Regions from separate parts of the Drosophila melanogaster genome. Here region 2 is linked to region 1. Evidence: chromatin contacts called from public Hi-C data. All regions are on one chromosome and are shown on one strand. The core of a region is the stretch at or near the end of the contact, and the rest is flanking DNA. Distances in the headings are between cores, read along the strand shown.

What was found. A called contact is a pair of places that touch in the nucleus more often than the background predicts.
Region 2: a contact with region 1 is called in a Hi-C map of the S2 cell line, with 7 times the contacts expected there. A contact is called at or near these places in 2 of 107 Hi-C or Micro-C datasets (both in the S2 cell line).

What each region holds. Positions count from the first base shown.
Region 1 is chr3L:17,008,202-17,015,402 of dm6, reverse strand. CG3764 reads left to right here and starts at 2,838. Exons shown (of 7, transcript NM_001275048.1): 1 at 2,838-4,014. The coding sequence starts at 3,737. CG6664 reads left to right here. Exons shown (of 5, transcript NM_168710.3): 2 at 145-262; 3 at 326-416; 4 at 499-1,410; 5 at 1,474-2,517. The coding sequence starts at 147. The coding sequence ends at 1,953.
Region 2 is chr3L:19,083,704-19,090,904 of dm6, reverse strand. Mkp3 (Mitogen-activated protein kinase phosphatase 3) reads left to right here and starts at 4,479. Exons shown (of 5, transcript NM_001275103.1): 1 at 4,479-5,584. The coding sequence starts at 5,182. It overlaps lncRNA:CR45386 (long non-coding RNA:CR45386), which reads right to left and starts at 322. Exons shown (of 1, transcript NR_124997.1): 1 at 1-322.

The DNA of each region.
Region 1 (7,201 bases), core at 1,589-4,088:
TCGCCACATATATATGTACTCATGCACATATGTATAATATATATGTGCTTAAAAAGCGACTGGCATACATTATTTCTCGTCATACATATATGTATATGCTCAAAAAACGTAATGGCACTGGGCCATTTACCTTTAGTTTTGCAGGCATGGAAAGTCCCTGTGAATCCGAAAGTTCGCTGGACGGTGGCACCATGCTGCCACCAAGCCCAGTTTCCCGGGAGCAACTCCAGAAGAGGATCGAATCGCTCACCCAGCAGAACAAGTAAGTCAGACACTATTTTTAAAATGCATTTTTACCACAAATAATATGACTCTACGCTTCTAGGGTGCTGAAAGCCGAACTGGATACCTTCAAGACCAAGTGCAAAGTGGTGCAAGAGGAGAATCGCTGCCTCAAGCAAGCCTCAGTCATCATTGTTAGTACTACTTTTATGTTATATCAAATTGAAATTGAGTTTCACAAAAGTTGCCTCAATTTACCTTTGTTTACTTTCACAGCAAGCCAAAGCCGAGCAGGAGGAAGAATACATCTCAAACACGCTGCTAAAAAAGATTCAGGCCCTCAAAAAGGAGAAGGAGACTCTGGCGCACCACTACGAGCGCGAGGAGGAGTGTCTGACCAACGATCTCTCCCGGAAGCTCGACCAGCTGCGTCAGGAGAAGTGCAAGCTGGAGCAGACACTTGAGCAGGAGCAGGAGTGCCTCGTCAACAAGCTTATGCGCAAGATTGAGAAGCTCCAGGCGGAGACGGACAACAAGCAGACCAATCTCGAGCAGCTGCGCCGCGAAATGGTCGAGTTGGAGAACACGCTTGAGCAGGAACAGGAAGCTCTTGTAAACAAGCTGTGGAAGCGCATGGACAAGCTGGAGACCGAGAAGCGTTCGCTGCAAATCAAGCTGGATCAGCCGGTTTCCGATCCGACTACGCCGCGAGACATCACAAACAACGCCCATGCCAATGGTGGCGATACGGCCACCAGTTTGAGTGCTCATATCCAGATTCTGCGCTCCGAAGTGCTTCGCTATCGCTCCGACCTGGCGAGCGCTCAGAAGGAAGCCACTATCAAAACACAGCAGTATGCGCAGGAAGAGAAGTCGATTCGCGAGGAAAACGCTCGCCTTCAGCGCAAGCTAAAGCAGGAGGTGGAGCGCCGCGAAGCCCTATGCCGGCACCTCTCCGAATCGGAATCCTCGCTGGAGATGGACGAGGAACGCTTCTACAACGAGAACCTGATGGGAGGCGGTTCGTTCGCTGTAGCGACGGCAGCAGCCGCCGCCGCAGCTTCAGCGGTGAGCGCCCAACGTCAACGCACCATCAGCAGTCCCGTCTCCCACAGTCCCTCGAGTAGCCGACCTCTAAGTCCGGGCACGGCGGTGCAAAACCGCTGCTATGCCTGCGGCCAGCTAGTGGTGAGTACGATATTGTGAAATGTTGCTTTCCAGATTTGTAAAATTAAAAATTCTTCGTTTCAGAATCGTCGTGCCAGCGAACGCTTCATAAAGCCAGCACTGCCAACGCCCATGCTGGGCCTGAACACTTCCGCACCGAACGTGCTGACCTCAACCAACCCACTGCTGGGCATTTTGGGAACCGGCAGCTCCTCATCGTCCGCGTCCGTATCAGCTGGGAATGCCGCTGGCGGCTTTCTCTCGAATCTGGGAGGCGAACGCCTAAGCCTTGGCTCGTCAAATTCGGCTGGCGGCAGTGCCACCTTCTTGGCCGGCGGTGGAGGTGGAGGTCTGCTGGCCCAGCTCACTAGCCACTCCAGCGCTTCGTCGTCGTCGTCCAATTTGATGAACATCAGCCTGAACAACTCGTCCAGCGGCAATCTTGTTAACAGCAGCAGCAACTCCTCACTGTCGGCGTTTACGCCAACCAATCCGCCCAGCTCGGCGGCCACGGCCTTTATCCAGCCAGCCAGTCCAATGGACACGTCCACCTGCAAGGACTAGGAGGATGCAGTAGCTCTCGCACAGGGATACAGAAAAATCATGACTTATTCACACACTTTCACACGAAAACACACTATATTCATAAACACGCACGCATGCAAGCAACCAGTTTAACGATCCTAAAAACATAAGAAAACACAGAAACAAAAGATGAGAAAGTAACTATCGTAAGCTTCTCCAGGGCGACTCAAAGTCGCCACATTTATATATGGTTAATATGTATATGTATGTTCTATTTGATCAAAATCTCTTAAAACCTTTCAATAACGGAATTCCTAGGCGAACGAATATTTAGCGCTAATGTTTAAGATTTGAATGTTTTTCTAATTTCGCTCGGTTCCAGTTAAAGTTAAGTAAAACACAGCTAATAATGAGATATGGAGGATATAGAGGATGAGAATGAGGATGGACAGCACACGCTAACCAGATCGTATGAATTTATAAAAAGGGTGAATTCTATTCATGTCGAAACCATTTTCCCACAATTCCTTCGCATGTGGGCCTAAAAAATTTTGAAGTATGTTTATGTAAGCCAACAAAAATAAAGTTCAACAATTTAAAATTAAATAAAAATTCGTCCAGAATTTTTTTAAATTAAATTTTGTTTAAATTCGAGGTGCAAGGTTTTCAAAATTGTAGAAAGTACAACTGTAGACACTACAATATATGAATTGTAAACATCATCTGATAGGTTTTTTTAAAATATGTTTTCAGAAATAACATTTTTTTCTTTTGACGAACCACAAGAACAAGAATTTTCGAATTTCCGTTAAATGCACGACAAATGGTGGGGCAACACTTAAAGTATCCCCTAAAACTGCCTTCATACTTCTGCCACTTGGCGTGCACACACTGGCGCGCAGCTGCAGCTAACTTCGCGTTGCAAAATGCTCTTGTGTTGTTTGTGTTTGTGATTGTAAATAAAGGCCAAACAGTCAGCGCGAAGCGTTAAGACCAAAGACTAACCTTTGGGCCAGGCCAAAAAGCGGAGTGTAACACCTCGAGCGAGAGCAAACAAAGCCGCAAAGTGTTCAATTAAAATAAGTGACTTGACTTTGATCTGAGAACCGAGAGAAAGACGGTGAAATAGGTGGGCAGGAAGTGGGAAGTCAATGATAAATGACAACAAAAAAGTGTGTATTGGCCAAAAGAAGCTCGCATTGGTAGCAACGACAGAAAACCATTTACACACACTCAAACAAACAAACACAGATGGTGCTCTTTAAACGCTGCTGCCGCTCTCCCTCTCTTTCACTCACACACATTTAACGACTGCGACGCGTCTCTTGCAAACTTTTTAAAGCGGACGCCAGCGATATTCGGTTCTCATTTCGATGTGGAACGGTAAAGAACCTGTGTCGCTTCCGCAGCCGATTCGCGAAAATAACACAAAAATAGCCATATATTATTTTTGCTCAATCAAATAAATTCCACTGCAAGTGCGTATGTGTGTGTTTGTGTACAGGAAGAGATCAGATAGATCAGAAGCAGTGCAAGAAAGAAAAGTGCAAAGCGAAAGTTTTGGTTTTGATTGTGCAGCATCCGCCATCTCGCTCTGGCAGGCGCGCGTGTAACGGTAGACGTCTCTTTCGCCAACAACAACAGCAACAACCACTCATTCCAAGGAAAGCGAAAAGTGCGCCCTTGTTTGTGTGCGTGCGTGTCTGTGTTTTATTTCCATTTCCACACAAAATCAGAAATAAATTCAATATTCGATCTTCGATTCTGAGATTTCGATTGGCCAGATGTGTTTATTAACAGATTGCGGACATCGTGTCTTATTATGGCCCTATTGAATAAACTCTTCTTTCCGTCGGCAACACCAACAACACCAGCGAATTTAGCGGCAGCGCCCACGCTGACCGCAGCGTCCGCAGCAGCAGCAGCGCTAATTAATAGCCAAACAACAACAGCAACTACAGGAACAGCAACATCAGCTACTACAACAACATTGCCGGCACGTACAGCTCACGCCTCTGCCGGCGTCGCTGCCACGGCCTCTGCTGGCAATAGTTCGTCGTCCGCAAAAGCTACAAAACAAACTTCGCGAAATTATCTAAGGTAAGTGTTTATCTTTTTAACAACAAAACTGCCTAACACCCGGTATTAGTGTATCGATAAAATGCGCGCACAACAAAGGGGGAAAATAGGTGCAGCTGCAAAATCACTCGGAAGCACATACATTCACACAAAGAGAGACGTGCGAAAAGGCGTTCTCATGATGCGTTTCACACTATACATATGTATGTATGTACATACATATACGCCCCGCCCCCTCCACCGGCACTCATGTTCCTCTCTCTTGCACCACCTGCACTTCCTCTTCCTCCTACACCCGTGCTTCGTACGCAAATTGGCAAAGAGTAAAACGAGGACGATAACCCAGCACACAAATTCGGCATGCACTAATCATCGTCACGTACGCCGCTTGCCGCCTTATTCGATAGAATCTGCCAGTCTGGCCAACATGAAAGGACGCAAATCCACAGTGAAATGGCAGTGAAAGCAAAATCTGAGGGGATTACAAAGATGCGTTTGCAGCTGCCTCGAAAACGTAACAAAGGAGGCGCATTATCTTGGTTCCTCTGTTGTTATAGCCACAGTGGGTTCTTCTTAAAGCTACCTGATCTGTTTTTGAAAGAAATTCCTATTTCAGGTGCTTGCAGTTAAGAAGGATTATTCTTCTTTTCTTACATTTTAAAAACTGGTAAAAATTCAGATTTATTAAAGTAAATACATATTTATATTGAGTCGGTTTTGTTGTTTTTAACTAAACAATGTTAATGTAAAATGTTGTAGTTTTCTACTATTTTTTGCGATTTAAATTTATATTTAATAATTTATCACAGGCGAATAATATGGTTCTTGCTGCGCTTCACTGTACTTATATCGATAACGATAGCCTGCATCACAACCAGCTCCACGAAGAAACCAACAACAAGCCCTAAATCACCCAACACCCCCAGCAGTGCATATTGGGTAGTCATGGTGGGTGCATGTGTGCGAGGAGGTGCGTTGATGTTTGGCCATTGCCGTTTCTTTCGCTCGCATGGCTCCAAACCCATCGATCGAGCTGCGCGCGCAAATAACTGTGCCCCACTATGCTCTACCTCTCCCAACGCACTACATGGCTCTCCTCTACGGCCCACAAAGCGATCGGATTGTTCTCGGCTTCATTCGTTATCGCGTCGTGTGCGATGCCCTCTCGTTCGCACTCACGCAGACGTAGGCGTACGTTGGTATACTTTTACGGGTACGTGCCGGGGGAAGGCGGCGGCAACGTCAGGCGCAAATGTAAATAAAAGCGAATCACATGACTTGCTAATCGGCGGTCGCGGCCTGCTCTCGTGATTATTATGTCATACACTTTTTGTTGTTGGCGCGGCGCATTGTTTTTGTTGCCTTTGCGCTTAATTCTCATTTCATTATTATTTATTACACTATTTACTTATGTATGCTGCTGCATACGGCTTACAATGTTTATTTTTGACACTTTTTGCTTAACTTGTGCGTGGGCTCTGATTGTGGCTTTGGTTCCTGTTGCTGTGACTGCGAGTGTGAATGGTACTGTGATTGCGGGATGCTCTGTTAACGGTTAACTGGCGGACACACCCACGTCCGCTTTTCTAGGAACGCAATATTATTGACACCTTTTATACAACTACAATATACAAGTATTTTTAATTTTTGCGAAATCAAAACGGATAAGTTTACAGTTCTGCGAAAAAGTATTTATTTGTTTAGTTTTATGAAACTTCTAATGTGCATATAGTTCACCAGAGAACTATCGGGTTTGAAGGTTTCGTTGAGCTTTCCCCTTATTTTATTTACAACTATGATTTTTTGTTGCTTAGTTTGGCAAACACAATACCATTGAATTTTGGAATATAAGATCCTCTAAAACGCAATTCTTTTTTGTATTTTTTATGTATTTAATAAAAGTTGTATTCACGTCAGTTTGATAACGATCAAAAAACGTATTTCGACAACTCACGATGATACCAAACTGTCGATATGCAAAAAAAACCTAGTGGATAACAAATTTCGGCAACCATTGTTGACAGGGCCCATAAAATGTTTCAATCGTTTTCCCATTTATTTTTGGGGCCATTAATCTGAGGGCCCCCGTTGCCTGGTTAACTCGATTAGCGCCTCGTCCACGCTGTCAATCGGCCGCCTTATCGGTCAGACGGCAAGCTGGCATTTAAAATATATATAGAGCGTAATGGTGAAATTGTCAGATTCAAGTGTGTATTGACCAATATTCGGGTCGTATATACATTTATGGCCGCGCTTGTCGCCAACATTCGCCAACGCCATCACGTGATAGAAACTTTTCACTCTGCTAATTAAGCGTCGCCAGCTTTTGGGGTTTTTGCACTTTGCCCAGGGGCAAACACACACGCTCTCACACTTGGAGAACAATTCTAATAATAATAAAAACAAAAAAAAGTGAAAACCTGTAAGATGTAGACAGCCGGCCCGACTAACTCCCCCTCGAATTAGCCCCCGGAACACCATCCCGCTATCTTTGTACTAGGTCAGGTTTTTTTCGGTTTCGCTGTAAACTAAACAAACGTTTACACTAATAGCAGTTAAAAACTCCACTCGAGCCAAATAAATGTATTTGTTTATTTGCTTAATTTAGTTGGGTGACGGCAATAAATTACGGCAGCACGCTTGGGTAAATTTCCACGACAGAATCTGAACCTCCACTTATCGTTCATATTTCCACCGGGCCCAAAAGAAATGATTTAAAAATACTTTCGGTCTCCTCTGATAGGCGGAGAGCTAAGAATAAAAAAGTTTGGTAAAAATAAAAGAAATGAAAAATAGAAACGAAGAGAATAACAAAAACCCCATGACACTTGGTATAATTAAGAAATGGCGAAATGCTGGAAATCAAGGCCCCTGGACATCTGGGGTGAATCAATCGTGCGCGGAAAAAAAGGGGTGAATCATTTCCTTTGGACCCCGCCGTCGTGACCATGTTTAGACATTTGCTAGCCAGTTGGTCACATGACAGTTTTTTTTTTTGCCTAATTTTGCTTTGCCTCGAAGTGTACATATGCATGATACAAAAGCGAATAAATCCAAAACCAGACGTCTGGCATCATGTGCCTTTGAAGGCGCGCATTCCTTAACCCAATTCGCAAGTCATTCGCCCGATATCCATCGCATATGGCGTCCAAAAATACATATATCCGTTATTAGCGAACTGGTATTAATTCCCGATAAGTCCGGGGAT
Region 2 (7,201 bases), core at 3,230-5,729, 2.1 Mb before region 1:
CTCGTTTTTGTTCTTGTATCAATTACAGCAGCTCTGCGCTTTCTCTAGCTGTCGCACCCAATTCTCGCAATTAATTTGCCTTCAGCTTGACCCTGGAGGTCAAACACTGGCTCGCATTAACCTTCGTTGGCCCCTCCGACGAATCAATTGGGGAAGGATGGCACGGATGGGCGATGACAACCACGATGACGATGGCAAAAAAAGGAGGAGGGGGGTGGCAGGAATTTCTACTCTTGATTGCTCTACTTTAAAATGAAATCCTATAAAGTAAACATCAAAAAAAGATACAGATTGATTGAGATTCTAGATATTACTTTTAGATTGCCACTCAAAAATACAGTAATCAGATGAACATTGAGATATTTCAATATTAAAAAAAAATCTTTCTTCTCCACAACAACTTTTAAACAACGTTAAAGAATTTATAATCTTTAATCTTTCGCTTATAATCACAATTGAAGCACATAAGCTTTAAACTTTAATACAATCTTAGAAAGCTTTTATGCAATATTTTCATTCTTTTAGTGTTAACAATCTTAACCGTAAAGTAATTAATATTTAAAATATTTTTACTTACTTAGTACTTATTCATACTAAATCGTAGTTCTTTCCCACGTGATGTCTTCAAACACATGATCTTGACTAAGTGATGAACAATGTTATTTACAACTTTTGCAATCAGTAAGCCGGTAAAGAAAGTGCAGAAAATTCATTGAGCAGCCCCCGAATGACGTCAACAGGATTTTGAGTCTGGCGTAGGTGCCCCATTTCCCTGTAGCCCTGTGAATTTTATTTTATTTTATAACTTTCCCCTTTGGAAGGAACACGTGGCACCGGCTGCTGTTTAAGCCACCTTGAGTGAAGTGGCCAAAGTGAAATGAGTCAGTGGGCCCGACAAAACCAATCCCAAAAGTGAGTACAACCAACGTCATTCGCATTCTAATTCGGTGAATAGGTAAGTCGTTTGGTCAGGTCGCCGTTTGTTTCGTATCAATCGTAACTTTTGCTCGCGTGGGCGCTCAAAGCCAACAGATTCTTTCACATCTGCCGTCCCGACTCGTCATCCTTTCTTCTTTTTTAGCGTCCGGTGCAGATCTGATTTTTTAGACATTTTTTAGCACTGGAAACAGATACTTCCCAAGAGGATTCACATTCTACAATGACGAATTACTTATCTTCAGATGAGGAGGGATATCAGTTCGTATATGGGATGAATCTTGGATTTCTTGTCAATCTATGCATGCTATTTGATATATAATTATAATTATCAAATAGTATTGTAAAACGAAAAACTTTAATTGCATTGTTGCAGAAATGTTAACTTATATTTATATTTTGTCATAACTTGTTAAATTCGTGTTCATTTATTAATGTCTGTTTTAATCAAAGCTATTATTAAATGATAATTTAATTTTTTATCACCGTTTTTGGCTACCAATTTGAACCAACACTTGTCTGGAACGACGTCATCGGAGTGCCCAGAATCATGGAGATTGGGAACATATGTATATATTGAGATATTGAGAATCTGTGAGATACTTCAGCCTCTTCGCTCTGGTCAAACGTCAAACGCACATTGATCGACGATTGTTGATCGACCATTGTTGATTCTAGAGACCCGTGGCGCCCACCGACATCCGCTGTTCATATGGGCGAGTGATTCACAGAGATCTCGCGGAACGGAACTCTGGGGGCTGGACATGGATATATGGATGTGGGCTGGATTCGAGAACCCAATTGCGAGTGTGAATGCGAGTGTGAGTACACACATTTCAGAACGGGCGAAACGGAAACATGAATGGCAGATAAGCGGACGCGCCAATTCTTAATCCCATTCCAGTTGTTTTAGGTCAGTAAAGCAGAATGCAAAACTAGTGTGGGAGAATGCCGTTGAGCTAACTAACTGCATTTAAGAAATAATTATATTGCTTCAGCTAGTTAATAAACGTCCAAATTATTAGAAGGCAATATTCATCTCGTAGCAATAATTATCCTATACTCATATGAGTTTTGTAACTATGAAAAGGTTTCAGCACAGCGATAACTAATAACTTGCTGGGAAATATCTGTTAGAAAGTATACGCAGTTAATGGTCTTTCTTGATAACAATGAGTGGAAAAATAACACCAGATAATGAATAAAACCCTGCAAAGCTCATATAAGTAGTATCGCACATTGCGAATCACGATGATCCATATTTCCCCCATTTCTCAGAACTTTTCACTCATTCAAGCCGATATGGCTATGACTGATCTATACACGCACCATATAAAAACACTCGGGAAAGCGTCATCATCTTCATATTGATTATACGTGGGGTCTGATAATCAAGGTAAAGGCCGTAGCTTGCGCAATTTAGATTGACAATCGTGAGGTGCAGAAATTTAATTGAATTCTTCACTTTCGACATCAGTTTCCTGCTAAAACACAGATAATGCCCCAAAGTGATTCATTGAGCTATACAAGTGGGTTGGGTATTCCATTTTGGCTGCGAGCAGACTTTGAACTTGTGTCATCGAAGAATGGAGCCCGGAGGACGACCGACCTTGGCTTCTACACTGTCAGAAATACATATATGTATCGCCAAGGTCAGCCCACCAAAGACACTTGGAAGGCGCAATTGAGCAGCCTTTTGAAACAGCTATCCAGGTGCTTACTTCTAATTTCTTCATACTTGAGTGATACACTGACAGTAATTATGTACAACTTTCGATGAATACAAAAATTAATGGTAATATGTGTGTTTACACTTTTGTGTTTACTGAAGCGTAAATAAATAAATGCTTAAATGATTTCATATTATAACAAATATTTCTTAGTATTATATATAAATATATATATATATTTTTTGTGTGTGTTTTTATTATTAAAGAAATCCTTTTGAAGTACGCATGTTTTCTTTGTATTGAGACTGCTGAAAGAAAATGTAATTTATTAAAGAGCCGCTCAATTTTTCCCTGTGCACTCCCTTGCAACATTCCGGCTGGCCTCCCACGCGCCAGGGCCGAAAGCAGAGTAAAGTCCTGGGGAATAACGCCCTTGGAATCTCAGGAGCCGCGTGCCAAGACGAAAGTGAGCAGCGAGAAATGCGTGGGCTGAGCATGGATTTCGTATGGCCGTTTCTTTCCCTCGCCGACTGTCTCCCTCTCTGTCTGCTTGGCTTTCTTTATTGCTCCAACGGTTTTCGCTGCTGCGTGGGACTTTCATTCATGAAAATTGTGCTCGAAAGTCGTTCGTTCGTACATCTGTATATAGTAGCACGTTGTGATGGGCCTTACCTAACGGTATATGGTGTGTATGGGTGTGCGTTTTATGTAAAGCTAGTGCAACGCAGGCGCAGCAGGAAGTTTGTTGTTTGTGGAGAAATTTTTGCACGCGCCGCATATCCTTGAAATTGTCCTTCCATGCGATTTCTGTATGGGTACACACGTATATCCTTGTGTGAGTCTCTTCTTTTTGGGTGTAAATATCAGGGTCATGGTTATAAAATTAAACATTTCATCGAGTCTCCAATATAACTGGCTCTTGGAGGAGCATTTGCGCAGGAGCTTTCGTTAGAGAGTAGACAGCGACTCCATTGATGATTCCGATTCTTCTGGGCTCCGTAATTTCTTATCTGTCTAAATTAGTGGTCCATTAACTTTTGCACTCTAGTGAAGTGAAATGTTAACCGCGCTCTCGCAAAAAGAGAGTAACAATAAAGTAGGTTCCATCGCGAAGGGTAAGGTGGGTGGTGGTGGGAGTAGTGGGAGAGTGAGAGAGAGCTAGTTTGGATGGCGAATTCAATGAATCAACACGAACACACGCATTTTACTTGCCACACGCATACCACAGCACAAAAATATCAATGAACTTTACACAAAACTTTGGGAGCGTATGCAGCGTGGAGAAATAGTCAAAGTGCCAAAAGAGTGCGGGAGAGAAAGGCAGGTGGGAAATTTGAAATACGAACCCAGTTATGAAATAATTATTTAACATACGGGAAAATATGATTATTTAATATATTTAAAAAATTTTATGTAATTTATAGAATTAAAACAAAGTCTTTACTTTATCTAAATTTTATTCAGGAACTCTCTTTGTATTTACTTTTTTCCCCATTTTTTCTCCTTTTTTAACCGAGCAAATTTCCAAGTGGGTCTGTGCCTGTGCACTGGCTCTTGCTCACCTTTTGGAGAGTTGCTCTTCTCTCCGGTTCGCGTACCTGTGTGCGCGGGTGCGTTCTTCCTTTCATTGCGTGTAACGGACTGTTTGTTTCGAAATAGTAATTCCCAAATGTATTTTTTTAAACGAGAAGGCAAAAAGATTCAATATTTTATAAGTTATTTCTTAATACTGCGCCTAACAAATACAATATTGTTATTGGGTTTCGCTCTTCGAATTCCGACGGAGAGAATTGGAGAGTCGGAGAGCAAGTGCAACTGTGTTCGTATTTTTGGAGAGCAACGAGGCTATTTAAGCAACCCACGACGCGCTTATTTTGTTATTGCCCGATTATCTTTTACCCGCGCTGCTTGTGTGTGCTCGCTTTCCATTCGAAAAAAACATCAACTCAAAATATGGATATTTGATAGAAGTAATTACCTATTTGTTTGGGAAATATTCAACGGTTTTTGGATGTTTTAGTTACTCGATGACAGGTTCACCGCACGTTTTTTCATTCGATTCCGAACTGTTGTTGTTGTTTTAGCGAAGCACACCTAAAAAATACAAAACCACTCACACACACGCGAAACATACACACGGTTGTGATTTGGCGCGCTCTTGTGTGCGTGTGTACATACAACAAAAAGCAAAAAGCAACGAATTTCGGTGTGCAAAGAAACATAAATCGGCAAGCGAGGAAATCGGAAAGCCAAGAAACAAAAAAAACAAAACAGTGCAAGTTACAGATTTCCCCAAACGAGATAAAAACAAAAATTCCTTTTTGATTTCCAAGATTTTCATCTGCGCGGGAGTGTGTGTGTGTGTAACAGCAACAAATACCATTGCACGGCCAAGAAAGAAGAAGAGAACCAGCGCGAAGCAGAAGAAGAAAGATGATGTAAACTTTGTTGTAACCAAAAGAAAAAAGAATAACATAAAAAACGAGTGAAGCAGAGAACAGAGCTAAACGGGAAAAATAGTGGCAGTGCTTCGAATTCTTCCAGTCTTTGAGTGATTTTTTGGGAGCTCTTCAAAATGCCAGAAACGGAGCACGAGACCTGCAGCAAGGAGTGGCTGCAGTCCCAGTTGCGATCCCTGGACTCCAAGGACCTGATCCTGTTGGACTGCCGCGGCTCGCACGAGTACAGTGAGTCGCACATCCGCGGAGCCGTCAACCTATGCATACCCAGCATCGTCCTCCGTCGTCTGGCGGTTGGCAAAATCGATCTGGCCTCCACGATCAAGTCGCCCGAGCTGAAGCAACGCATCCAGTCGGGCTACAAGCTATGCTGGTTCATCCTCTACAACGGCGAAGGCGTGCCCGGCCAGAATCAGGAGATCGCCGGAGCCGGATCCCTGGCCGTCGCCATGGACTCCATCATCAGCATCCTGCACCGTCGCCTCAAGCAGGACGGCTGCCGCGTAGTTGCTTTACAAGGTGAGTCATAAGTTCAATACTTTGGGTGCCCCAAAAAATAGAACTACAATATCATAATACAAGTGCGGGAGTTACTAAAACCAACTAAGGTTTATATATACCTCTCAATTCCCACATTTAAACTCACGTAATTAATCTTATAAATATGAATACTATCCATGTTGATTTCATAGAATATGTACATATTTGAAATATTAAAGCTTCAGTAATAGAAATGACTAAGTAAATCATTATAAACATAGTAGAAAACCGAAAAATTTCATCCAAAATTTCCCCCCTTAATCTCGTTTGATTAGAATGTAATAACTAAAGTAGTAATATTAAGATTTACATTGTGATATTCTTGGAATGCAATGAATCAATATTACGAATGGAATTTTTTGTTAGTTTACTACGCACCTGTATCGAGAACGGAACTCTCCATTTGTTGATCATAGCTGTGCTATCGGATTCTTTAAATGCCTGATACTTCCCAACACCGCCCATAAATCAATGCCGCACATTCCTATCCTAGGCCTAAGAATATCATAACTTATTTATACTTCCCCAATGTTGTTTGCGGCATTTTTAGCCCGAAACCCCCAAGGAAGAAACCAAAACAAAACAAAACAGCCGAAAGAATATTAATAATACAAGCAAGCACTGCCTGGCCATAAATAAACATTTGCATGGATTTGTTATTGTTTTTTTTTTTTTTCGTTTTGGCGAAACAAGGCAAGCATTCTGGGGGCGGAGACAAAATGACAAATGCAAAAAAAAAAACTAGCAAAATATAATGTAATCCGCACAGCTGATAAAGCTAGCGCCAGATTAGAATTATATTTAGTCTGACTGATCCTGTCCTCCTCCTCTCGCATTCTGATTATAGACATACACTGCATAGATTTCACCTTTCTGAACTTGTTTTTGGTTGACACGATTTTGTTTGACTTTGATAGAAAATTATAATGGCAGGAATTTGTTAGTTTATATATGCTGTGTCTTTTGTTTCCTTATCACAATTGCATGTAAGCTATATTAAAACTTGCGCAAAATATCAATCCAACCATATCGGCGGATATATATGTATATGTAGTTATACCACCCCGCATGCCCTTCCAATTATGCACTTTATTCTGAAACACTATGCCCCTCCTTGATTGGCCCATATCAATTAAGGAGCGATTTAAATATAAATGTGTTTTCAAAATCGTTTGGTATTTTACAAACACGTTCGGAGATTAAGGAAGTCATAAATAAACATCACTGCTGTCGATGCTTTTGAGGTCTTTCCACTATTGTTGGCTACACATTTTCTTTGTGCTCCCGTATAGATTTGTGTCATTCAGAAAAATGTCACAATTGCTTTTCAGCGACTCCGAGGCTCGACTCCCATGACTCAAAGCCACATAAATTGTCATATATACTATATATGCTATACATATGCTTATTTATGTATGTGCTGCCCTATATGCCTGTGCACATAGTCGAAATATATACATAATTATCTGACGACTGACTATGGCTTCGTTTTTATTTTTATCACTTCAATTTCCGCTCGCTTACAAGTCCCACAGAACCCCGTGATTGTTTGGATGTATGTACATATGTATGTACATATACACACTTTTTTGCCGA